7 separate regions of the Mus musculus genome follow, and all the other regions are linked to region 2. A link is a contact called in public HiCAR-type, HiChIP or PLAC-seq and promoter capture Hi-C data. All regions are on one chromosome and are shown on one strand. Each heading gives the region's core, a stretch centred on a gene start, on an enhancer-like site or on the middle of the called end of the contact. The rest is flanking DNA. Distances are from core to core; before and after follow the strand shown.

Region 1 (3,281 bases), core at 681-3,180, 3.0 Mb after region 2:
GCCTCCTGAATGCTGGGAATATGGACATGTGTCAACACACCTTACTTGAAAGTTTTGCCTCTTTACAGCCAGGTGCATTGTGCTCGTAGTAGCTGAGTAAGAAAGAAATATCAAGAATAAAATACCTGCCAGGGAGTGGTGGTGCATGCCTTTAATCCCAGCACTTGGGAGGCAGAGGCAGGCAGATTTCTGATTTCAAGGCCAGCCTGGTCTACAGAGTTTGTTCTAGGACAGCCAGGGCTATGCAGAGAAACCCTGTCTTGAAAAAAACCAAAAAAACCAAACAACAACAACAACAAAGAAGAAGAAGAAAGGAAGGAAGGAAGGAAGGAAGGAAGGAAGGAAGAAAGAAAGAAAGAAAGAAAGAAAATACCCATAATACAAGTGGGAACCTTTCATACAACAGAAGAATTGGCTCCAAACCATCTTTCTTCAAAACTAAAGATCTCTTCAGGAGGGTGACTATTTGATAGAGAATTTAAGGAATGGATTCGCATAAAATGGCTATACCACTGAAGGTAATTCCGTGGAACTATAATTCAAGTCTACCATAAAACGTCTGAAATGGGGCTGGTGAGATGGCTCAGTGGGTAAGAGCTCTTCCAAAGGTCTGGAGTTCAAATCCCAGCAACCACATGGTGGCTCAAAACCATCCGAATCAAGATCTGACTCCCTCTTCTGGAGTGTCTGAAGGCTGCTACAGTGTACTTACATATAATAAGTAAATAAATCTTAAAAAAAAAAAAAAAACTTCTGAAACAAAGTTTTTATCTTTCAAGAGACCATGGGGAAAATCTGGTAAACTCACAGCTTCCTCTTCATTACCATATTTGGATTTGCTCCAGTGTCTGGATTTGGGTCGAAGCAGCTGGAGAAGCAGGAAGCTAATACTCTTCTCCCAGCTTATCGTACTCTTTGAATGACAGTGGAATGGACTAGTGGACTAATGGGTAGATTTTTTTGGGAGATATTAATGATTTTGCCAATTTTTTTGCATATCGGTAAACTCACTGTACAACACTTCAGAGAAATAACGTGTGAAGCTGGAGAAAAGGGTGCATCAAGGCTGAATCCATAAAACACAACACAACAAAACAGTGTTAGCCTAGTCCTTACATGTCAAATCTCCAACTGTGTGAGCTTCACTCTACAGTCAAGGAGACCAGAGAAGTTCTTTGAGTCCTGCCAAACCTGACAATCGGTTTGCGAGAGAAGCCCTTTAATGACGGAAGGAAGTCCTCCGATAAATGTATCTTTAAATTTTTTTATTAAAAAAAAGTTTTCCTTTGTGATATACAAGAAATATAGTGGTCGTATTTTCAGCAATGACAAACTTGAAGACGAGGTAAGAACTAATGATTTGTCAACAAAATCAAGGGTTTTAAACTGATGCCGATAGGCAGGTGTCCAGGAGAAAAAAAAAAGTTTAGGGTCTACTACTCCAAATTAACTGTAAACCCCGTTAATGACACAATTTCGGATTCCACAGATTTGTGAGTTAACGCTCTTTGCAGGAGATAAGATTGAAAACTTGGAGCAGGGTTGGGAAGGTTATGACGCTAGGTGTAGGGATTTTTTTTCTTTGGTTGCTGACGAAATATGGTGCAGAAGTAAAACTGCCTCAGGTCCCCTCCGGCGGTCTTCACTCCGGGCTCAGGTTAGCTGTGCGCTAGCGTGACTCAGACAGCCCCCTACGTATTCAACTACGCGCGCCCGACGACGGAGGTCGACATCCCCACACTGCTCGGCCCGCACGGCCACTGCTCTGGTAGAGAACCCGCGGTCGGGGAGGAATTCCCGGTCAGCCCCGTAGCGGTGACAGACGTCGCGGCGAGCCAATGGGTGAGCTGGAGGCGGGGCTAGTGGGCCTAGGGGGGGCGGGATTTCCCGCGCGGCGGCCGCTGAGCTCTGGGCTGGGGCGGCGGCGCCTGCGAGAGGGCGGGCCGGGTCAGCTGCAGCAGGCGGGGCCACGCGCGGAGCTGTGGGCGGCTGCCGAGTGTCCTGCCGCCGCCCAGCCTTCGCCACGATGCCGGGGATCGACAAGCTGCCCATTGAAGAGACCCTGGAGGACAGTCCGCAGGTGAGGCGCGAGCGGCGGCTGAGGAGAGCGCGCGGCCTAGCGCGGGCCTGGAGCCTCAGGTGCCCGTGGCCCAGGTGGGCGCCGCCGCCCGGGGTCGCTGTCTGCCGGGGCCGCGCCCTACACTCCCGGGCCGGGCTGGAGGCCCGCGCGTACTCGCGCGGCTGGGCCACGGGCGGCCCGGAGACCGAGCGGCCGTCACTGTCTCCCGTGGGGCCTGGCGTTTGAGTCCGCGCCGAGTCGCCTTTGCATTTCACGGGAGGTGCTGTTTTTATCGCGATGATAGGATGTGAGATAAGTCCTGTTCGTGGCGTTTTCGGAGGAGGCCCGGCATTCGGGGGGACGGCAGTGGCTAGTTTTCTTAGGAAGGGTCTGCGAGGCGGAGTGTGCAACGCCGGTGGAAGCAGGAGTGCGTGCCTTGCTCCCCGTGCTGTGTCGGTGCCCGAGTCTCAGGCTGGTGGCTGTCACTTGAGCTGTGCACTGCGGGTGACGGAAGGCGCCTACGCTGCTTCGAGGAGGCTGAGCTTTGGGTAGCAGATTGGCCCGAATAAACTCATCAAAATGAAAGCCCTGTTTTTGTGCGTTAGGGATGATGCTGGTGTGGTTGCTCTGGCTGAAGACAGTTTGGGAAAAATAAAACGATTCGTTGGATTTCTTTTTCAGTACTTAATGACATCAATTGTGTTTTAAAAGGTGTTGGAGCCTCTAACTTGTGTAAACTTCATCTTTACGCCAGCCTTTATGTATAGTAAGGGATATAAAACAGTGTTGCAGGTAGATTTTTAAAAATATTGCTTGCTGAGAAGTACATACTTCATAGGCATTTGTAGTTTAATAAGTGGCCCTCCAACCAAAAAGAGGAAAAGAGAAGAGCTAGCGCTTGTTTTCCTGGATGGCACTTTTGTCATGGATTTTGTGCCAATTTTTATTTCAAAGTTAGAATTGTGCTCTGATTGTAGAATTGATTTATTCTTTTCTCTGAAGGCAATCTTTATAGGCCAGTTGCTAGGAGGTAATGTACTCTTATCAGATAATGTGAGAAAGAGAAAGCCACATATTTGTTTATCTCGTAGTTTAAATTGTGCGTAATGATTTTTTCAGTGTAAAGCCTTAAGATATATTTATTTCAGATGATTTGCTACAATTTTGTGGTTGTGTTAGTCAGAAGAATTTTATCATTTTTCTTTTTTTTAAGTTAAGACTC
Region 2 (3,397 bases), core at 266-2,765:
GGTCCACTGTGAGTGCAGTCAAACTCTGGGATCTAGCGTTCACTCCTTCGATAGATGTCTACTTTCAGTATGTAATTCTCGGAGGCGAACTCATTCTAGGCATCTCTTTGCCATCTCCTTCTCACTGGTAAAATGCACATGACATTTTAGTGGCGAGATGGATGCAGCAGAAGAACACTGATCACTTTTGAGTGCATAGCTGTATGAGCTAGTGACCTAAATTGCAAATAACAGAATCTGCGAGCGCTCGAAACTGAAGATGGAATGATGATGCTTCCTGTAGTGCCCATCACACCACCTATCCCAAAGCTTTGTAATCAGGAGGTGAAATCCTGAAAAAAGCCGAGAAATTCAAAGTGCTCTCAGCCCTAAGACTTCTGCTAATCGCCCTACTCTCTAGAGATACAGAGATGAATCTGATACAACCACACCTATTTCCAGGGCCCCAAGAGAGTCTTGTAGAAATGCGCCAAGGAGTCTCACCTAAGTCACACAGGTGGGCAGATGGTTCTGGCACTGATACGACCTTCTCAGGCTGTATTTTTTTCTTTTCCAGTAATTGGAGACTTGCTTCCCAAGTTCTTTCAAACTGGGTAAAGTCTTGGGCTTAGGACTAGCTACACTTTTAGGGGAGAAAAATCTGTCACAACTTTTGTATTGCCTGGCGTGGTGGTGCTTGCCTTTAATTTAATCCCACTACTCCGGAGTCAGAGGCAGGAGGATCTTTGGGAGTTAGTGGCCACCTTAGCGTACACAGTGAGTTACAGGGCAGATAAAACTACAAAGTGAGACCCTGTCTCCAGATTTTATTTATTTTTTTCATATTCTTGCTAGTCCTGCATCACCACCATCGCCATCATTATTGTACGCATTATAGAGGCAGTATGGTAGGTAATACTGGAGCCAACCTGAGTTCAATTTAACCTAAATTTCATATTGCCTTTGTGATCTTTAGCGAGCTAGTCAATCTATGTCTCAGTCTGCATCCGAAAAACAGGGATAGAAATACACCATCTGAATAGAACAGTTACAAGGATGAAAGAGATGCTAGGCAAAGAACGCGGCTCTAGCGGCCCAAACAAAAGCGCGTTGTATCCGGACCGGGTTAGCGTCTCTGTCATTCCCGGGTTAAGGACACCCGCGCCCGGGATCACTATCGCAAACCCACAATCGGAAAATTGGCTGTACCAGGAGGCTTCAGGGTCCCCCAGCGGCACCCGGGGACCTTCTGGGCTGCGCCTCGGCTCCCACCGCCTCCGCTTCCCACTCCTTCCGGCCACTGGTGTGGGGGAGGCCGCCCCAAGCTCAGGACCCGGCGAGTCAGGACAGAAGCGGCCCAGGGTAAGGCTCTCACTCACCATTCGAGATGTAAACCATCTTCCCTCCGGTTGCCTGCTTCCTAGCGACAGAGAAGACCGGACGCCCCTGTTGTCGCCGTACCTAGCCTCCCGCCCCGCCCTGTACGTCACAGGCCACTGACAGACCCAAGTCAGGCTAGAGGTGGGTCGAGCCCATTGGCTGCTGGGAGACCACTCCTGACTAGAGGTTCCGCCCAGTCACACAAGTAACTTCCGCTGGCGTGGATACTGCCTGAGTCAGGAGACCGGATATGACGTCTAGGAGAAACATTGTTTGAGGGTCCTTTTCCCCACCCCCCTCACTTGGTTCCGGTTTGACCGAGAGTCTTTGAGGCCACAGCACTGCCGACCGGAAGTTGCTTGCTAGTTGGCAGACACGCGCAGGGTTCGGGTCCGAGGTGGCTCGAAGGGCTTGGAGGGCGGAACGTTCCTCAGCTTTCCAGATGTGTTGCTGTCTTTTGGAGTGGCAGGGAGAGGCTCTGAGGCGGTGTCTGGGACATGAAGAGCTTTAACCATCAGGTTTTGCTGAACTCACTTTTAAGTCCCTCTGGACCGTATTCCCTTTAAGCCGGTTATTTCTGCTCTCAGTTTATTTGTTTTGCTTTTTTGAAACAGGACTCACACTGTATTCCTGGCTCTGAGCTCACATTGTAGACGAGGCTGGCCCTAAACGCAAAGATCTGCCTGCCTCTGCCTCCGTAGCGCAGGGATGAAAGACAAGCCTCACCACACCCAGCTGGTTTTTGTTTTTGTCTTTTGTCTTGTTTTTGTTTGTTTTTGATTTGGGATCTGTGTATCCCAGGCTGCCCTTGAACTCACTTTGTAGACCAGGCCTATACCAGTACTCATGTGGCATAGGCAGGTGGATCTGTATAAGTTCAAGAAGTGGAATTTGTTATTTTTCGAGACTGTTTTTCTGTGTAGCCCTGGCTGCCCTGTAACTAGCTCTGTAGAGCAGGCTGTTCTTGAACTCAGAGATCCACCTGTCTCTTGCCTCCCAAGTGCTGGGACTAAAGGTGTAACCAACACCCAGCTAAGAAGTGGCATTTTTAATAGCTGTAGAGACACAACTAGGGAAAATCAAATGAACTTCAGAATGACAATTTCCTCTGCTTGTCAGCATTGTAGACGTGACATATGCGTTAGAAGGCAGGTCTTGGGCATCCAGTAAGTTTGAAGAAAATTCCTTGCTGCCCCTGTTGTGTTTCCTTTGTGGTGCGGGGAGTGGGGGTGAGGAGAGGGGAAGGGAGGAATGAGGTGTGCAGTCAGTACAGAAAGGGAGAGTTGGGTGTTTTCCACCTTATTGGACTGGCTAGGGAGCTCTGGCCATCTGCCTGTCTCATCCTCCAGGATAGGTCTGAGTTGTGTGCAACCACTGTTGGCTTTTACATGACTGCTGGGGATTCTAAAATCCAGGCCCTCATGTCTGTGTAGCAGTCACTTTACCCACCGAGCTCTCTTCCCAACCTGGGTCCGTGATTTTTCTCAAGGGCCTTTCTAGACCTGGGCTTAAACCATGACGTTGCCTCTCACTCTCTGTGCTCTCTTTTCCTTCTAACTGAAATCCCTGGTTATACTTTTGTCAGACTGCAACAAGAATGATTTATTTAAAAAAAACAAAACAAAACTTTGTTTTGCTTAAAACCCTTTAGACACTAAAATGTAGTGATCTCCCATTGCTCTTACAAACTAGGTCCTTTTCAGTATCCACTGATATAGCCTGACCTGTTCACTTGATTTTAGCTTCTGCTACACATTCCCACCCAAAACACACTCTGGCAATAATTTTTTTTTTTTTTTTACAGTTTTGTGAGTGCCCTAAGTCTTTTCATCTCCCTGAACGTGCACATAGCTATTCTTCCTGTAACACGTTAACTGACTCACCGACAGTTCCCCATCCTTTCCCCTTCAGTTGTCAGCCCGAGTGTCATCATTTGAGTGTCTCTCCTTGATTCCTCATCTCTGGTCAGTTTATTCATAGTCCTTATCACAACATGGAATTACTAACCTGATTATTTAGTGTTGTCACTCTTCATTAG
Region 3 (3,113 bases), core at 165-2,664, 2.5 Mb after region 2:
TTCAGATATTCAAATGACAAAAAAAAAAGATTTGGGAAATAAACAATTAAAAAAAAAAACACGCAGTAAGAAGGTAAGTGTTTAAGTCAAATCCAGAAAATTCCAAATTATCGGACAGTCAAAACCTACTCTAAGAAAAAAAAAAGTGTACGTTTTACAATATGGCACTAAGATCTCAAAAAGTAAGCAACCCAACTGTTCCTATAATCGTTTAAGAAAAGTCATTCTAGGCTTGGAAGTTATACAGAAGAACCTACGTAAGCTAATGCTTTTCCAAAAAAAAAAAAAAAAAAACTACATGGAAATGAAGTGTGATGGAAAACTGCATGGAGCGCATATACTAATGGAGAGTTTTCTAAATAGAAGACGCTGACATCGAGCACATTTCAAGTAGACACACAGAGCTGAAGAATTTCCACAGTGAGAAACACTTGTCCTTAGAACGCAGTGGCCTTGGAGAAAGCCTCAGAATCCATGGCCACAGGCTACTTCCACAAGCAGACTTCTCAGAAGCATCTTTAGGAGGCCACCATCAGCTTCTCTGCCTTCGGGGCTTGGGGGAAAAGAGGGGCACCGAGCACCATCTTTCCGCTCGGGGAGCCGCAGCCTTATGGAAACGCTTCAAACCTGAGCTACTTCCAACTTCCACGGGGAGAGGGGGAGCGGCGGAGCGTGGTTCCACCCTATCCTCTCGCACCAAGGGCGGCTGGGCGGCCGTGGCCGTGAGCGGAGAGGCTGCTGGCGCTTGCGTGCGTGTTTACGTGTCTCGGATGGGTGTGGGGAGAGGAGACAGAGAGGTCTTAATGAAAAAGATGGAGGGGGAGGGAAGCGAGAGAGGGGGTGGGAGGAAGGGGAGGCACCACCTTTCTTTTCTCTGCTCTTCCTGGGGATCTGAAAACTCCGCCTAAAAGGCCTTTCCGGCTCTTCGGCGCCTTTGGGCAGAGCGGCCGCGGCCGCTTCGGAGGTTTGCTGAGGCTGCTCGTGGCCGTAGCTCCGGGCGGCTTCAGCTGCCGCGGTCTCCTCAGGCCCCGCGCCGCCGCCGCCGTCGCCGCCGCCATTTTGTAGGGAGGACTCAAGCTCCGGAAGCGCTGGCTTCATCCCGTCGTCTCCGCCGCCGCCGCCGCGGCTTTTCCAGCTCGCGTCCGTCGAAGGGGCCTCCGTCTCCGCGGCAGTCGCCATCGCGCGGGCGTGAGGCGCTCCAGGGAGCTTCCGCCCACAAGGTCGACGGGCGTAGGGGAGGAAGGGCGGCGGGCCAGGCCGCCGAGGTCTCGGCCCACCCGGCCCCTCCGCCCCCGGGGACCGCACTCCAGCCACAGAGACGCCTCTTAACCGCCACCGCGGCCCTAAGCGTGCCTCTCGCCCCGGGAGCTGCTCCGGATTCGGGCGGCTTTTCAACCGGCCCTGGCTACCCAACGTGCTCGCGTCGGGCCCGGGAGGGGGCGGGGCCTCGGCGGACCCGCTCTACCAATAGAAATGCAGAGCCCGCCTCCGCGACTGCAGAGAGACCGTTCCAGGAGGGCGGAGCCTCGCGATGCCGAGCCCGCCAAAAGAGGAGAGTGCCACGCCCGGGGAAAGCGTCGACGCCATCGCTTCAGAGTGAGGGCTTGGGCTTGGCAGCATTCTGCGGATTCCTGGGCCCTGCCCTCTCCGCACTGCGTTTGACGGAGGCAAGCCCAGAGGACGTCTTTCGGACAGTACTCTTGCAAGTAAGCACCTTCTTTCCTCCGGAGGTCTGTGGACCAAACCCGGCACATAATTGGCTGATCCTGGTCGTGTGATCGGTCTGCTCTGAGCTGATCTTCCAAAGGACCAGAATTCGAGCTCCAGCCGACATAGGACAACTCAACCAGCAGTTAGTCACTTCAAAGAATCCAAGTCCTTTTCTGGCCTCGGAGGGCACTAGGTATACGTGTGGTGCTCTATCATAAATGCAGGCAAGCCACCTATATGCATAAAGACTATAAACAAACAATAAGAAAGGCAGTGAAGAGAGATAAGAAAATGGCCTCCAGTGATAAGCAGGGTGATAACATCCTATTCCATCCAGACTTTCTGCTTTCCCAGTAGATCACGAGCACTGGTCGTACTCCAGACCAAAGCACTACATAAGCAAACATTCAATATTTGGGATTCTTCCGCACAATTTACAACCTAATGATGGGAGGCACGAATGCTCGCACACCTAGAAGAATGTTCGACCACCTAGAAGAAAACAATTTGATAGTGAAATGAAGGGAGGGCCTTTCAATAGTTTCTTTCTAGGTAAGGGGTTCTGAGTTACCATCTGTATAGACACATTCTCACAACAGATACCAAGTAGATGCTTTTGCACAATTTAAATGTTGAAATTTAGGCAAATTGAGATGACAAAAGCCAGGTCTAATTTCATCCAAAGTATTTATACAGCCTAAGGCCTAGTTTTCAAGCAGCTCCGGCCCAATAATGCATTTGATGAAGAAACACGGGATACTTTTTACTCAAGATCTCTAAGCAACAGCAGCAGGACGCCCAGGTCTTTGTCCCCCAACACCTCAATATTACTGAAGGAATTGTTAGGCCAAGATAATAAACTGCAAAAGAGCCACAGCCTCTGTCAAGTGATTGGTACTTGAAGAGCTCTCCAAGAGCAGCAGAGGATCTGGGATAAGCATCCATTGTTTGGCATCGTGTGTAGTGTAAAACCTGCACCTCTGTGAACCAAATCAAGGAAAAGTGTATGTAAATCAGTTATTAGTAAACAGGGTAGGTGCTTGGGATTTAGCTGAGTTCACGGAGATTGCCTAACATATACAAAGTCCAGGTTTTAATCTACCAGCACCAAATGAACTGAGCATGGTGGCACACCCCTGGGAAGGTAGAAGCAAGAGAGAAATTCAAGGTCATCCTGGGCTACCTGGGGATTAGAGGCTAAGGTAAAAAGTACATTTTAAAACTTTCCTTTTTTGAATGGTGAAAGAAAAGGGAAGGTTTAGAAAAACTCCTACACTATTTTAGTCACTTTTTCATACTGGGGAGGATGAGCTTGATGGCACATACCTATTCCCAGCCCTCAGGGGGAAGAGGTAAGAGGAGTTATACATGTCCAAGGTCAGCCTGGACTACACAGTAAGACC
Region 4 (3,440 bases), core at 11-2,510, 2.5 Mb after region 2:
TCGTGGGACTCCCTCCTGAGCATCCCTCTCAGCCAACCAAATCCAATACTGCTGTAATGACACGTGGGCTCTGGGAACTCAAGGGGAGCAGATGCCCAGCTATCACATCCAGCCGTGAGCTTGAGCTTGTCGCCAGCCTTGCTAAGTGCAGACTTTACATTTACTTTCGGATTGCCCAAACTCCTGAAAACCCTCCTGCATGCTCCGGAAGTGACCCTAATAATGTCTCTACTATTGGGATCCTAGGAGGAGGGAGGTAGACATTGCCTTCTTTTATTATTATTATTATTACTAATAATAATAATAATTTATTTATTTGGTTCTTTTGAGACAGGGTTTCTCTGTATAGCTCTGGCTGTCCTGGAACTCACTTTTAGACCAGGCTGGCCTCGAACTCAGAAATCTGCCTGCCTCTGCTTCCTGAGTGCTGGGATTAGAGGTGTGCGCCACCACGCCCGGCTGACATTGCCTTCTTACACTTTACCCTCAGCAGCTTCTTTATGGAAGTGACATTTGTTTATTTTTATGTGGGGATTAGTGGGGGTGGGGATGGGGGTAGGGATGGTGGTGTCTTGGAACTCACTCTGAAACAGGCTGCCGAGGGTGCGCCCTCCCCGACTCCAGTCTGACACCAGGATTGATATAGCTGCAGGAGGCTTAGCCCCCTGACGTGAGTACTGGGATTCTCTGGAAGAGCAACAAGTGGAATTTTGGGCTGAGTCTAAAAGCGTCAGCTGGGGTTATACACATATTCACATTAGATATAAGATCTGTAGTATAATTGTTAAGTGGTCAGTGACCCAGGCAAGTCCTTTTGCCTCTTCGTGCCTCAGAGATAGCACTGCTAACGACGGATATACGAGTTTGGTCCACACTGTGACTGTTGCTGCAGTATTTAAAGAACTTCAGCCTGTAAGGTGTGGGAAGCACGAAGAGACAGAGACATATACTCTGTGTCCTAGGCGTCACAAGTCCTTCAACTAAATAAACCTCTCCTCCAAATATAAAAGAGAATGGTTACATCTGTTGTTTCTGCCTATTTGGAAACCTCCATTAGAGCCAAGGCGGCTCCCCAAGGTTGGCGGTGATCACGAAGAAACCGCAGACGCCCCCGGAGAGGGATCTAGAGTCCGGGGAGGCCGGCATCAACGAACGGACCCGCCAGCATGTCCCACTGTGATTGGCTCGGCTGGCCCCCGGCAACCAATCAGCATAGCGTTTGTTGAGCAGCGGCAGCAAGCTGGGTACACAAGTGACCTGAGCGAGCTGCGGGTGGGCGGCGGGGCCATGAACCTGGGGTAAGCCGGCGGGGACTCGCTGGGCTGTAACTTTCAGCCGGCGCGTGGCGGCGGGCGGGGTTCCGGGTCCAGCGCGGACCGTGGTGTTGGAGCGCCCCGGAGGGGAGATGGCGCCCCAGAGGGCGAGATGCTCGGGGAGCTACGGCTGCCCCGTACTGAGCTGGAGCATCCTCAGCTGGGGCTGGACCGAGTCTGGGGTGCGGTCTTCATCTTCAGAAGTTCATCGTTTTAGGAAAACCAGCCACCAGACCTAGACGTAACCGCGCATCCAGAAGCTGAATGTTAGGTTCTCTTCTGGGAGTTTAGAAATCAATGAGGCAGCCTGCCCCGTAAGCTTGCGGGGCGGTAGTATAGAGACTTAGCAACTTCAGATTCATTCAAGAGGTTGCCTTCTAACGTACCCATGAGCTGTTTGTAGTCCTGCAACGGGGTGGCCTCTGACAACCTATATCTCCCAGATTGTTTCCTTTTACAAACGCAGGCACTTTGATTCTCGCTACCAAAGCAACTCTGAGTTTAAAGTTGCTAGTCAACCTGCTCGCCCTTAATTTCTTGGTTTGGTATTTTCTCTTTGACGTTGTCGTCATTACTGTTCATAGACACATAACGCCCACCCCGTTCCCACCCCACCCCCGTAAGACTGTGTAATACTGTGTGTAGAATCCCATCAGAATTTTGTTGACTTTAATAGACAACGTAAGTTTTGCTGGTAGTGTTTACCGTTTCTTTATGGTGGCGCTTTTGACATGTAAAGTGTCATATTAGCCAAAGTTTATTGTTTATTTATTAAGATAGTAATAGAGTCACTAAAGCAATCGTGTAGTATATGAAATAGTCCAAGTTGTGTGGAATTCTGTATTTAAGCAGCCGTCACATTGGTGACCATTTTAGCCATCTTTCAGTCGCGTCTATTCCTCCTTGGAATCTGTCAGTCATGAAATTGTTAAAAACAAAACAAAACAAAAAACGCATAAATAGCTTATCTATGTCTTGTACCTGGCTAAGGAGTTCTGGTAGCAGCATGGGACTTTTGGTATAGAGCTGCAGGTTAAAGGATGCTGCAATAACTGGGTTGCTTTATTTCTTACCAGTAACAAAAACCAGGTTTCAGGTTAAACATGACACATGCTGGCCTCACTGAAAAGTTGTAAGAAAGTCTTTTGTATTTTTTTCCCTCTTAGGTTAAAAAAAATGTGTATGTATGAACACATATATACACATACTTTTTAAATACTTATTTTAATTTTATGTGAATGGGTATCGTGCCTGCATGTAAGTCTGTGGGCCACTTGTGCTGGTGCCCTTGGTGACCCGAGGGGCCTTTACAGACACTTGTTAACTGCAATGTTGGTTCTGCTTGCCAAGAATAGACAGTGCTCCTCACTGCTGAGCTGTCTCTCCAGCCTTGAAAACAATATTTTAAAATTTAAAGACTACTTTGAGGGAGGTTCAGGCAGGTGAATCAGGAATTCAAAGCCAGCCTGGTCAACCAGCCTGGTCTACATACATAGTGAGTTTGAGGGCAGCTTGGGCTATGTGAATTAAAAGAAACAACCAACCAAAACCCCTGCTTTGATGGTCATGTGATTCCTGTATACATTCAAAGGTATAGGTTTACTTTCAAGGTTCATATAAATATCCCTGGCTGCTATTTAGTGAAAGTTGTTAAATTAAACTTGTCAAAACAATTTTCTTTTATATTGCAGAGATGGTTTAAAGCTTGAAACTGAATTACTGGATGGAAAAACCAAGTTAATACTGTCCCCATATGGTATGCTGTGTTTTTGGACGTCGAAAATGTTTGTATGTAGACTATGTGGTAGTTTAATAGATGTTTGTTTTGCTTGTATAGTTAAATGACACTTGGAAAAAGCCTCTTTTTAATGTCTACAAATTGATATTTATCCAAGTAAAGTCAGATTGTGACAGTGATCACTATTGTCTATGTTGGTTCATAAAATATATTTCATGTGTAATGTTTTTGGTGTTACCATACCTTGTTGCCTAATAAGTAATACAGGTAGAGTTCAGATAATTCTTAAAGATTTATTTATTTATTTTATGCATGTGAGTATACTGTAGCTGTACAGATGGTTATGAGCCTTCATGTGGTTATTGGGAATTGAATTTTAGGACCTCTGC
Region 5 (3,081 bases), core at 390-2,889, 2.5 Mb before region 2:
GGGGAGGAATGTGAGAAGAATGAGTCTATCCATGAGAAATGAACACTGCAGGCGTGTGCTTTCCAAAATGATGGATTGGCAACACTCCAGTGCTGCCCAGTTCCCTCCTCTTGTAACCAGTAGGCCTTGGAGAAAAGTCATTCCTTGGGATGGTCAGAGAAGTGGTAGAACAAAGGAGTAAGAACTGAAAGGGGCCAAGAAGAGCAGCTGAAGTTAACAGCCTGGAGTTCATGGTGGGAGGGGAAGGAGGGCAAAAAGCTGTTTAGCTTCTAGCTATAGCCAGAAGAGAGCTTGCATGTGTGGGCGAGAGAATGCACATGGGGGTTGGGGGGAGTATAATGTAAAGAAGGATTTGATCAAAGCACTAAAGTTTCAGAGGTGAACTAAATCACACACTGACAAAATTACTGACTCAATCAAATGAGGCATGAGGCAGTTCCCCCTAGTCCCCTGGGAGGCCAGGCATTTAAAGAAAAAATGGCTTTAGTATAGATATATACAAGGGCAACTGTGGTGATGGCCATAAAAAGAAGTTACATAACTCGGCAATTAAGAGAGACCTAAGTAAAACTGTGAAGGTAAGGTGTGAGGTGGCCTCTCTGACAAAGTGTCACTCTAAAAGATTAATGAGATTTGATCAAGGTCAAAAGCAGAGTTAGCATCTCGAAATGAGATAATGAATAAAGGCTGGAACTCAGTGAGAACTTTGTAACCAAAATTCAAGAGCTGATTATAGTATTGCTCGCTGTGTAAATCTTTCAGTCGTTCCAGAAACATCTAAAAGTTACAAAGCTAGGAAACCAGACTTGTGACTTGGGTTTTCTACGGCCACAACCAAGCTGGATTAGGGTCTGGAGAGTTATCTGTACATAAGTACGGTGTTGAAGCGAGAAGGGACAAGTTACACGGGTCCGGGGGCGGGGGGTGGGGGGGTATGCTCTTAAATTATATTTCACTGAAATGGCTCTCAAAAAGTTTAAGGATGCGTGACAACAGCAGGACCCAATTAATGCTCGTAAAAGACCAGTTTTGGATAACAGAGAAATAGCAGTGCAGTGCTAATAGGATGAAGTCAGGAGGAAAAAGACGAGAGGGCTCGGAAGAGAAGGACAGCGGTGAAGATGACACCGCGAAGGGTACCGGGTTACAGCACTTACAGCTCTGTCCCTCCCACTCAACTTTGCATCTTACGGAAGGCGCCGGGTATGCACCACCCTGACTCTCCCTCTCAAGGACACCATCATCGTCATCCAGACCCACCAGAGCCCTGTAGGCCCTGCACGCCGGGCCCCATTCACAAACCCAGAAGCAAATGCAAGGGGCTGGTCCGCGCCCCCACTGCCCCGTGCCCTCCGCTCAGGTGAGAGCCGGCGCCACACGTCACTTCCGGTTTCAGGTGCGCCTGCCGGAAGATATCCGGCCCACGGGCGAAGCCGCGGCTCGCTCGGACGGGCTCCGCCGCAGAAGGCTAGACGCCCACGGCGCGGGGCCACAGCCTCATGGAGAGCCCGAGGCGCAAGTACTCTCACCCGGCCTTCTGTCCGGCTGCCGAACACTCACCCAGAACCACGCGGCTGCCCAAACGAATTCTTCGTCGCTACCGCCGCGACGGAGCGTTGAGACAAACCTTAGCGCATGCGCCCTAGGCCTGTGCTAAGCACCGCCTCTGGGGGCGGGCAGGACCAACGGCGCCTGCGCCTTGCTGAGCCGTTTGTAAGCAAGGGTTTGCCACGTGCGTTGACCAAAGGGAGCCGCGCGTGGCCTTTGTCCTGGGCTAGGTTGGACTGTGTGGTCAGTCTGTAGCCATTTGAGCGGCTTGTATCATTCTTGACAAATGTTATCTAGTTTTATGAATTAAAAGATATTAATAAGTTATTTCTCCGTCACCACCGGTGAAATAAGCCAATTTAAACCAGATTATACTAAAGGCAGGTTTATTGGAAGGCGGTTGTCTGTCGAGTTCACTGGCCCCAAGGGTTGAAGTCGCCATTGTGGGGGTGGGGGTCGTGTATGCGTAGAGAGAGAAGGAGAGAGCAAAATGCCTGGATTTTTTTGGGAGGAACCTCTGAGGGAAGGGCAGCCCAGGCCCTGGGCTGGGAAGTTCAGGGTTATGGGGCAGGGTATGCCAGGTAGGGACTGAGACATGGTATGCCAGGTACGGACTGAAGGATGCTGGGAAAACCTGGAGGCTTTGATATGTAAAATACGCATCTCAGTCCCTTGTCCCTGGGTCTGAAACCAAACTTTCTTTCTTTTCTTTTTTTTTTTTTTTTAAATTTGGTTTTTCGAGACAGGGTTTCTCTGTATAGCCCTGGCTGTCCTGGAACTCACTTTGTAGACCAGGCTAGCCTCGAACTCAGAAATCATTTTTAGAGAAAGAAAAGGGAGTCTGCCAATGAGTGACTAGCTAAAGGTGCTCAAATCCTTTGCTTTGACATCCTCACCTCACCGCCTTAGTCATCTGGCACATCTTAAAACCGAAGAGGAAAACGTACCTTTATGACCGCTCACCAACACCACCCCAAGACCTGGGCAGAGCACCTGAGTGCATGTACAACATGCAGGTCTACAACAGATGGCTTAACTACATTAAGTCACTTAATACTTGTTAACTAATATTAACTATCTAAGCCAAGTAGTAACATTCTTTACCCAACCAAGAATCCTGGAGGTGGTCTCGCTTAGGTGAGAATTTACAAAGAAAAAGCCCAGTTTCCCAAGAGGTAGCTGAATTAAACTGGGAACTAATTAGCCCAGAAATGCCAAGAATAGAGAAGGTGGAATTGTCAGGGTCCTTGGCACGAAGTCCAGTGTAAAGGCACAAAACTTTGGGGGGCAGTAGTGAGAGGCTCCTCACTGCCATCCCCAGCAACCCGCCAGTTTATGAAGCAGAGTCAAAAGATTTCATTAAAGACATTTTAATCAGGGCTTAAGCTCAAAGGTTAAGGAAAGGAGGGGCTCTGCGAAGCAAGTGAAACACACATATATTCGTGCTTCTCAGAGAGCCACGACTGTCATAGCATTAGCCAAATAAATATTACATCTCAAGAGATTGCTAAGAATTCTCTGCACACACCACCC
Region 6 (3,384 bases), core at 223-2,722, 2.6 Mb after region 2:
TCAACTAGCTACGGAAAGGCCAGAGGCTTATCTTGTGCTCAGCAAACAAAAAGGAGGATCTAACCAGAATCTGGTGGAGTCCTGTTGAAGGGAGGCAATCTTGTTGGAGGAAATGGATCTCTGATGCTACCAACCCCCAAAACACACCTATACAGAATTCAGAGCGTCAAGGGCACACACCAAGCAGACCTACATGTGTTGTGTAGGTGGAATCAACAGTGCTGTGACAAGGCGGGACACACACCTGCCTCCAGCGTCACTGCCCACCCCGAGTCTCTCAGAGTGAGGCAGAGGAAAGTGGAGAACGAACACACACACACACACACACACACACACACACACACACACACACAGACACAGACACAGACAGACGACATGATGAGCTGGTCCTACGGACTCCACCACAGCAAAACTGGAGTCTGATAAGACAATTAACTGTCTTCTCTAAAACCTTGAAAAAGAATGAGAATCGTCTTCTCCCCCAACTGAACCTAACCAACTTCTAAGGGCAGTCAGCAATTTGCCAGAGACAGGACACATGGGGGTGGGAGAGGAAAGCCTAAGAAAGCCAAACTGAGAGGACTCCCTGGATTACCCAAGGGCACTGCCCCTCTCCCCGCGCCCAAGTTCCCAGAATGGGAACTGTTTCTAGCATTTCAAGTCAGCTTCCCATTCACCAACGTTTTAGCTCGTTTTCAGCAGTCATGAAGGAGAGCCTCAATTACTCATTTAGCTCAGACCCAAAATGAACGACACCCTTCCCCCAACCTCCTTTATTGGTTACTTGTGACAAGTAAAGGTGCCCTGTCCCGCCCTTGCTCTCAAACAGCTACAAAACCAAGTGTGTCTGGTGAAATGTCTGAACCGGTCCCCAAGAACTTAGCTCTCTTAACCCCGGCCGGGGACGGGGAGACATTGCTTTACGAGGCTCTCTCTCGACACCCGGGCCTTCCTAACAGGGCAGCGGGTAGGTAGGTGCCTTTGCAGGCTCTAGACAGAGACTGGGGTTCGGTCTGCCAGTCGCTCGGAAGGAAAGAAGCAGCATCAAAGATCTGCGGTTCCCGAGCTCAGGGAGCAGGGCAGCGATAGAGGACCCACAGAGAAGGCGTGAGAGGGAACACTTGAAGGGGCGATCTGGAGAAGCGCAGCACGTGGGGGAGACGGAGAGAAAGCGAGCGGTACACAGGGTGAGGTGGCAGAGAAGCCCGGAGGTGCAGGTGTGTGGAGGGCGCGTCCTACCTCGTCCTTGGCCACCCCGCTGCCCAGGGGCGCCTCCAAGCTGCAGTTTGCCCTCTTGACAGTGAGGTAGAAGGGGTAATCCTTGGCCACCATGGCGGCTGCCGGGCCTGCCCTTTGAGATGTCACCGCTAATTTCAGGCGACAACAAAAATCCCGGGTAAAAGAGGGCCCGAGCTCCACGATGCAGGCGACGGCGATGCGAACACCTACAGCTGCTTCTTGCAGAGTGGACCTGACGCCTAAGCTCCACCGGGAAGGGCGGGGCCGCTTTAAGCCATGCCCACTGAGGGAGGGCGGGTAGGCGGGACTAGAGAGGCCCACCCCGCCCTCCAAGGAGCGCCAGGTGCGAACTTACAGACGCCTCCTGAGGCTGGGGCGGTTCTGCAGACTTTGGGGACCTCAGGGGACGCTTGCGTGGAGCTGCCAGACCCCAGACCGCTACATAGCTTGTAGCAAGGAAACCAGGACCCTAGGCAAACGCTGATAGAGCAGGGGGCAAGTCCCAAGCCAGGCTCTCACTTTCCGAGGGGTTAGGGGAGGAAACCTGCGTGTGCAGGGTTTCTCTACATCTCTGGCTGTCCTGGATACATTTTACTAAAAATAAGCTTTAGTAGGTAAAAGCAGTCCAAACAGTAAAATGCACCCATTTTAAGTGCAGTTCAAAAAGCACCGTGAAACCAAGCTCCAAAGCTGAGAGACAAATACTTTCCACCACGCAGTACGGAAGGAACGGAGTCCCCTCTAACCATCCCCTCTCCTCCCCCACCACACAGGCCCCTACACCTACAGCCTACACCCACGCTGGACTGATTCAGTCTGTTTCCAGCTTAGAGCGAAGACCACGCTTTTGGGGATCTTTTCTGGGGAAACACTGACGTTTTAAATGCCCAAGAAGTAATTACAAGATCGTTGCTGCAGCCCAGACCAACCTATAAAAAAAAACCAAACACACACACACACACACACACACACACACAAAACCCCAACAACAACAACAAACAAAAAACAAAACGAAACAAAACAAACAAAACCCTAAAAACAATGGTAACAGTCTTTAGTAAGAGTATTTAAGTAAGCTTTTCTAATTATAGAACACCACCCCATAGAGATCAGAGAGGAGAAGGGTCTATGGGTGTGAAACTGAAAGAGTTCCTTTATGTTGGCCTCAGTTGGAAAATAATTGCAAAAGGCTGGGAATGCCGGGCTTTGGGAGAATAGTTATCAAGTGTGAGGCTGTGAGTTCGATTCCTAGTATCCAATGTGTAACAATTCGGAACAAAGCAGTACACAGTTTGTGTTCAAAACACAGCTACAAAAGAGTTTTTCTTTCTTTTCTTTTCTTTTCTGTCCTTTTCTTTTGTTCTTTCTTTCTTTTTTCTCTCTTTCTCTCTTTTTTCTTTTCTTTTCTTTTTTTTTTTTTTTTTGATATTCTCTATAAAGATATACTTGGAGGTCAACAACATTGAATGTCTAGAAGAATCTGAGACAAGCTTACACTCTCCCTGGTGGCAGAGGAGAAACATCTGGGATAGAAAAGGTTAGTAATAGTGGACAAAGAGGCTTTACAGTTACAGTAACAATTTTCAACATCTTAAAAGAAAAATATATTCACATCACCCTGGGAAAAAAAGATTCATTTTTTTTAAGTTATCATTTCCTCCAAATAACATTTCTTAAACTTTGCTATAGTATCTTTCTCTCCTCCCGTGAAAGGTCTGCATACGGAGGGTGTTGTTACAGAGAGGTACTGAGTCTTGGTTTTGCTTCTGGGGTGTGAAGGAGGCAGTGTGATGAAGAAATATAGACCTGCTTCCAGATGAGGTCAGGACCCAGCAGTTCCTACTTTTCCTGGCAGGAAACTGCTTAACCTGCAGATCTTCCACCTCAGGTACCAAATCCACACTCTGGCACTAAACCCACTCATTATCTTGCCTGACTAGATAGCAGACAGACAGACAGACTGCCTCTGGAGTCAAGAAGGAGTGTATGTGTAAACAGGGCTCTGAAGTGAGTGGGTTCCTATTGAGACTGGAGAAAGCGCCTGCGGTTTTCTTCCCAAGTATGCAACAAGAAGAAAGCTGCAGCAAGAGGCATGGAATGAGAAGGGGCATGTGAGAACTGCTCATACACCTGTAAGCTTGGCCA
Region 7 (3,586 bases), core at 7-2,506, 2.3 Mb after region 2:
AGTAAAACCACTGATTTAAAGAGCCAACCAGGAAACTAACCAAGACAAGTGGGAGCAGCCCTCCTCTCCCGAGCATTGATTGGCTCTTGGGGTTCCACCGGTCCCATTCTATACACATAAGTGGCAGGTGCGGCTGTCAGTCACGAAGAGAACTGACAATTCACCGCTCTGGGAGTAAATTGTCTTTCATCCAGCAAAGGCAGGTAGCCGCCTAAAATCGATCTTCTCCTAAGGGAGCGGACCCTCCCTCTGGCAAGGAGGAGAAAGACCCCTAACTACAAAATAAATTATGTAGGGCTAAACAGGGGAGAGTTTGTGGGTACTATTTGATTTTCACACACCGAAAGAGCCCTTATTCTTCACTGTCCTAAAAATGATCTTTCAAAGGCTCATACAGGAATAATAATAATAATAATTTTTAAAGGTACCTCCTTGTAAGTACCCCTTGTGTAATTAGGAGGTGGGGAGAGAATCGGTAGGAATGCTGTTTAATTTCACATCGTATCCTTTTTCATACACCACCTCCTACCCCTCCCCAGTAAATCATCTTCATTTTCCCAGGCATGAATTTTTCTTTTTATAACCTGCATCCCTTCCCCGCCCCCCTTTCCCCTGGAGCCCACCCAGACAGCCAGGCTCACAACCCCTGAGGCTGGGGGGTCCTGTCTTCTCCACTTTATTCAGCTTCCGATTCTGAGAGACCCCCACCCTCGTGAACATCCCACCCCTCCCGGCAAGGTAGTCAGCAAAGGGGGCGGGGGGTCGTCTGCAGAAAAGAAAGGAGAGGACAGTGAGGGTGGCTACGGGAGAGAGACTGCGGGAGGTGGCCCGGGGCGGGCGCCTGAGGAACTGTGCACTTGTTCCAATCCGGGGGTTTAGAGAGAGAGGCAAATCCGCCCTTAGGCCGCCCCATCCCTTCCCCCGCCTGAAATAGCCCCGAGGAAGGCGGCTGCGTCTCCCCTCAGCTCCCCCGATAACGCATTGCAGCTGCCCACGAGCGCCGGGGACCCGCACGAGGGAGCCGGGGCCCCCAGCGTCGGCGTCTCACCTTAGCGATGCTCGCCCCGGCGCGGTCCCACATGGATTTTTACAACCTCGCGTGGCTGCGGCGTCGGGCGGCCGGGAGGAGCTGGAGCGATCAGGAGCGCGAGACGGTGGAGCGCGGGCAGCGCGGGGAGGTGGTGGGGAGGTGGAGGGGAGCGCGGCCAGCGCCGAGCGCCGGGGCCGGGCCGGGCGGGGCCGAGGGGGCGGCGCCCGCCGCAGTCCCGACACGCGCGCTCACGGCCGCTCGCCCAGGCCCTGACTCACATTCCCAGCATTCCCGAGGAGCCTGGAGGGGCCGCGGCTGGGACCTGGGCACCTCCGCGGGGGGCAGCAGAGAGTCGAGTGCGCGCCCGCTCCGCAGCGCCTCCTGGCATCCTCCTGCCCGAAGCACCTGACCTCCCAATCCTCCCCCAGAAGCCCCTCCAAAAGCTGCCAGACACTTCTGGGGAACAAAAACAGCCCTTGCCTTTTAAGTTAACCTAGAGAACTGGGGTGAGGGTTCCTATGCCCTAGGACCATCCATTCCTTTGCAGGTCCATAGAAGGATGACTCCACAACACATCTACTTTATTGCCACCTCCTTGTCCCCCAAGGAAAAGCGAGATAGAAAAGTGAAAAGGAGAGCAATTCAGGCTCCTGTTCATCAGATGCATTAGGTGTCTCGTCTGGTTCCCTTTTAAATTAGAAAGATGGGCCCTGAGTTCACGCAAGCACACACCGCTCCAGGTAAAGTGCATGAGAAAGTGTGCAAGGTTTTCACGGGCAAAAGCTTCCGCTCAACAAGAAGTCTTGAACCCCTGCTGCTGCCACTTGGCACCAGGGAGGGAAATGGAAACGACAGAGGTAAGTAGTCAATTCCAGAACAGCAGCGATTTCCTTTATGCCCTGATGAGTGTGCTTCCAGCAACTTCAGTGGCCACATAAGAGTGGCTCCTGCTGGGAAGCTCACACATAAAGCGATCCTGATCCAGCAGTGGGGTGAGCAGAGGGAAGAACAGTGACTGGGGACAATCCTTCCTCCCACCCTGAAAAGGAGGACCTCATATGCTAACTGCTCAGAGAACAGGAGGATGCCTTCCTTTGGCAGCCTAAGTGTTTTTGCCTTTAATAGCCATACCATTTAAGGTTTTCCATGGCCTCCGGGTGCTCATACTCTTCTTTCCATCCCCAACAAATAGTGCCCATTCCCCTAACCCTGGTACTTGAAGGACAAAACCAAACTATATCTATTGTGTTCTGTCCCACATGGATCCTTGGCAACCTGGTGTGTTACATGTGAGAACCCTTTTGAGATTCTTGACATACCTCATGCTGAGTAGTTTCTGAAATGTGACTGTGCTAATTTGCTTCTCTGTTGCTGTGATAAAAACAATGACCAGAACCAATTTGGGAAAGGGTCGGCTTACATTTCCACTGCACAGCCCATCCTCAAGCAAAGCCAGGGCAGGAGTGCAAGGCAGGAACCTGGAGGCAGGAGCTGAAGCTGAGGCCATGGAGGAGCACTGCTTACTGGCTTACTCTCCTGGCTTGCTCAGTTTGCTCTCTTACTTAACCCAGCCAAGACCATGAGTACAGGGGTGGTACTGTGGGCTGGGTCCTCCCACATCAGTCATCAATCAGAAAACCGCTGCCACAAAGCCAATCAGATAGAAGCCAGTCCTCAGCTGAGGTTCCCTCTTCCCAGGTGACTCGAGTTCATGCCAAGGTGACAATACTAACAGCACAGTGACAGCATGCTTTAAGTGTGTGTGCACCCACACAGGCACACAATGTGCAGATATCTGTGCACATTACACTTACATTTTCTCAATCACTCTCACAAAAACTGTAAAATGGGTAATATCTTTCAGAAAATCCAGGTGACATATCCAAGATGGCACATTTATAGATTTTTTTTTAAATACAATGTTGAACAGTCACTATTGATGGCCTTCATTCTCTCTATTCCATTGACCTGTAAGTTCTAAATAAGAATCCTTGAGTGTTTAAAAGGTAACATTATATGTATGTAGGCCGAAGAATAGTTTTCACACACACGCACAAAGACTCATGGTTTCTAACAGATTTTATTTTTTAAAGTAGGTCCTTGATTTAGGAAAAAAATGGAAAAAAATAGTCATTTTATGTAGAAAACAAAGGACTGAGATTTTAGAGTTCTTAGACATGTCATCTTCATCCTTTTGGGGACTTAGTTTCCCATCTGAAGATTTTAAAAGCTAAACTAAATGAACTCAAAGATGTCATCCAGCTAACCTTTTGTAATTTAATGCTAAATATATGTATGTACATATGTACACAGACACACTACCCCATCATGCCAAGTGCTAACAAGCAGCCCTTACCCAACTGGACAGAAAATTACAATACAATCTTGTCGATACCAAAGACACAGCTCTCACTTCACAGAGAATAAGTAACAGTTTATTCTGAACTATGAGTGGCCATGGCCTAGAAACACAAATTTAGGTTATACCAAACTCCAGCTCCAATGCAGTAACACTTTAATAACGTTTTTTATGGATACAGAACAAAAAAAAGTTAC

Evidence for each region. Promoter capture Hi-C pulls out the DNA fragments that hold promoters and counts their contacts. HiCAR-type assays count read pairs that join an accessible place to other places. HiChIP or PLAC-seq counts read pairs in DNA pulled down with a chosen protein or histone mark.
Region 1: a contact with region 2 is called in a promoter capture Hi-C map of pre-B cells, with 4 times the contacts expected there. The contact joins the promoter of Appl1 here to the promoter of Selenok in region 2. A contact is called at or near these places in 2 of 39 promoter capture datasets (liver and pre-B cells) and 1 of 115 datasets of contacts at active chromatin or transcription factors (astrocytes).
Region 3: a HiCAR-type map of astrocytes shows a contact between it and region 2, with 7 times the contacts expected there. The contact joins the promoter of Tasor here to the promoter of Selenok in region 2. A contact is called at or near these places in 2 of 39 promoter capture datasets (cranial neural crest and embryonic stem cells), 3 of 484 Hi-C or Micro-C datasets (B cells and the G1E-ER4 cell line) and 3 of 115 datasets of contacts at active chromatin or transcription factors (astrocytes, embryonic forebrain and large pre-B cells).
Region 4: an H3K27ac HiChIP or PLAC-seq map of extraembryonic endoderm stem cells shows a contact between it and region 2, with 12 times the contacts expected there. The contact joins the promoter of Ccdc66 here to the promoter of Selenok in region 2. A contact is called at or near these places in 3 of 39 promoter capture datasets (frontonasal cranial neural crest, hippocampal neurons and pre-B cells), 1 of 484 Hi-C or Micro-C datasets (muscle stem cells), 4 of 115 datasets of contacts at active chromatin or transcription factors (astrocytes, embryonic stem cells, extraembryonic endoderm stem cells and 1 more) and 1 of 9 other capture datasets (embryonic stem cells).
Region 5: a contact with region 2 is called in a promoter capture Hi-C map of pre-B cells, with 2.8 times the contacts expected there. The contact joins the promoter of Ercc6 here to the promoter of Selenok in region 2. A contact is called at or near these places in 1 of 39 promoter capture datasets (pre-B cells) and 1 of 484 Hi-C or Micro-C datasets (CD4 T cells).
Region 6: a contact with region 2 is called in an H3K27ac HiChIP or PLAC-seq map of embryonic stem cells, with 4 times the contacts expected there. The contact joins the promoter of Arhgef3 here to the promoter of Selenok in region 2. A contact is called at or near these places in 4 of 39 promoter capture datasets (embryonic stem cells, hippocampal neurons, liver and 1 more) and 1 of 115 datasets of contacts at active chromatin or transcription factors (embryonic stem cells).
Region 7: a contact with region 2 is called in an H3K4me3 HiChIP or PLAC-seq map of embryonic forebrain, with 5 times the contacts expected there. The contact joins the promoter of Erc2 here to the promoter of Selenok in region 2. A contact is called at or near these places in 1 of 39 promoter capture datasets (frontonasal cranial neural crest), 5 of 115 datasets of contacts at active chromatin or transcription factors (astrocytes, embryonic forebrain, embryonic midbrain and 2 more) and 1 of 9 other capture datasets (embryonic stem cells).

The regions. Positions count from the first base shown.
Region 1 is chr14:26,969,200-26,972,480 of GRCm38.p6, reverse strand. It overlaps Appl1 (adaptor protein, phosphotyrosine interaction, PH domain and leucine zipper containing 1), which reads left to right and starts at 1,930. Exons shown (of 22, transcript NM_145221.2): 1 at 1,930-2,080. The coding sequence starts at 2,027.
Region 2 is chr14:29,966,498-29,969,894 of GRCm38.p6, reverse strand. It overlaps Selenok (selenoprotein K), which reads right to left and starts at 1,515. Exons shown (of 5, transcript NM_019979.2): 1 at 1,359-1,515. The coding sequence starts at 1,377.
Region 3 is chr14:27,427,135-27,430,247 of GRCm38.p6, reverse strand. Tasor (transcription activation suppressor) reads right to left here and starts at 1,414. Exons shown (of 24, transcript NM_001114879.2): 1 at 864-1,414. The coding sequence starts at 1,179. Gm52095 (a long non-coding RNA gene) reads left to right here and starts at 1,621. Exons shown (of 4, transcript XR_003951011.1): 1 at 1,621-1,706.
Region 4 is chr14:27,506,280-27,509,719 of GRCm38.p6, reverse strand. Ccdc66 (coiled-coil domain containing 66) reads left to right here and starts at 1,260. Exons shown (of 18, transcript NM_177111.3): 1 at 1,260-1,298; 2 at 3,005-3,069. The coding sequence starts at 1,288.
Region 5 is chr14:32,512,079-32,515,159 of GRCm38.p6, reverse strand. It overlaps Ercc6 (excision repair cross-complementing rodent repair deficiency, complementation group 6), which reads right to left and starts at 1,639. Exons shown (of 21, transcript NM_001081221.2): 1 at 1,561-1,639.
Region 6 is chr14:27,334,125-27,337,508 of GRCm38.p6, reverse strand. It overlaps Arhgef3 (Rho guanine nucleotide exchange factor (GEF) 3), which reads right to left and starts at 1,472. Exons shown (of 10, transcript NM_001289687.1): 1 at 1,240-1,472. The coding sequence starts at 1,332.
Region 7 is chr14:27,620,077-27,623,662 of GRCm38.p6, reverse strand. It overlaps Erc2 (ELKS/RAB6-interacting/CAST family member 2), which reads right to left and starts at 1,256. Exons shown (of 20, transcript NM_001347497.1): 1 at 1,049-1,256.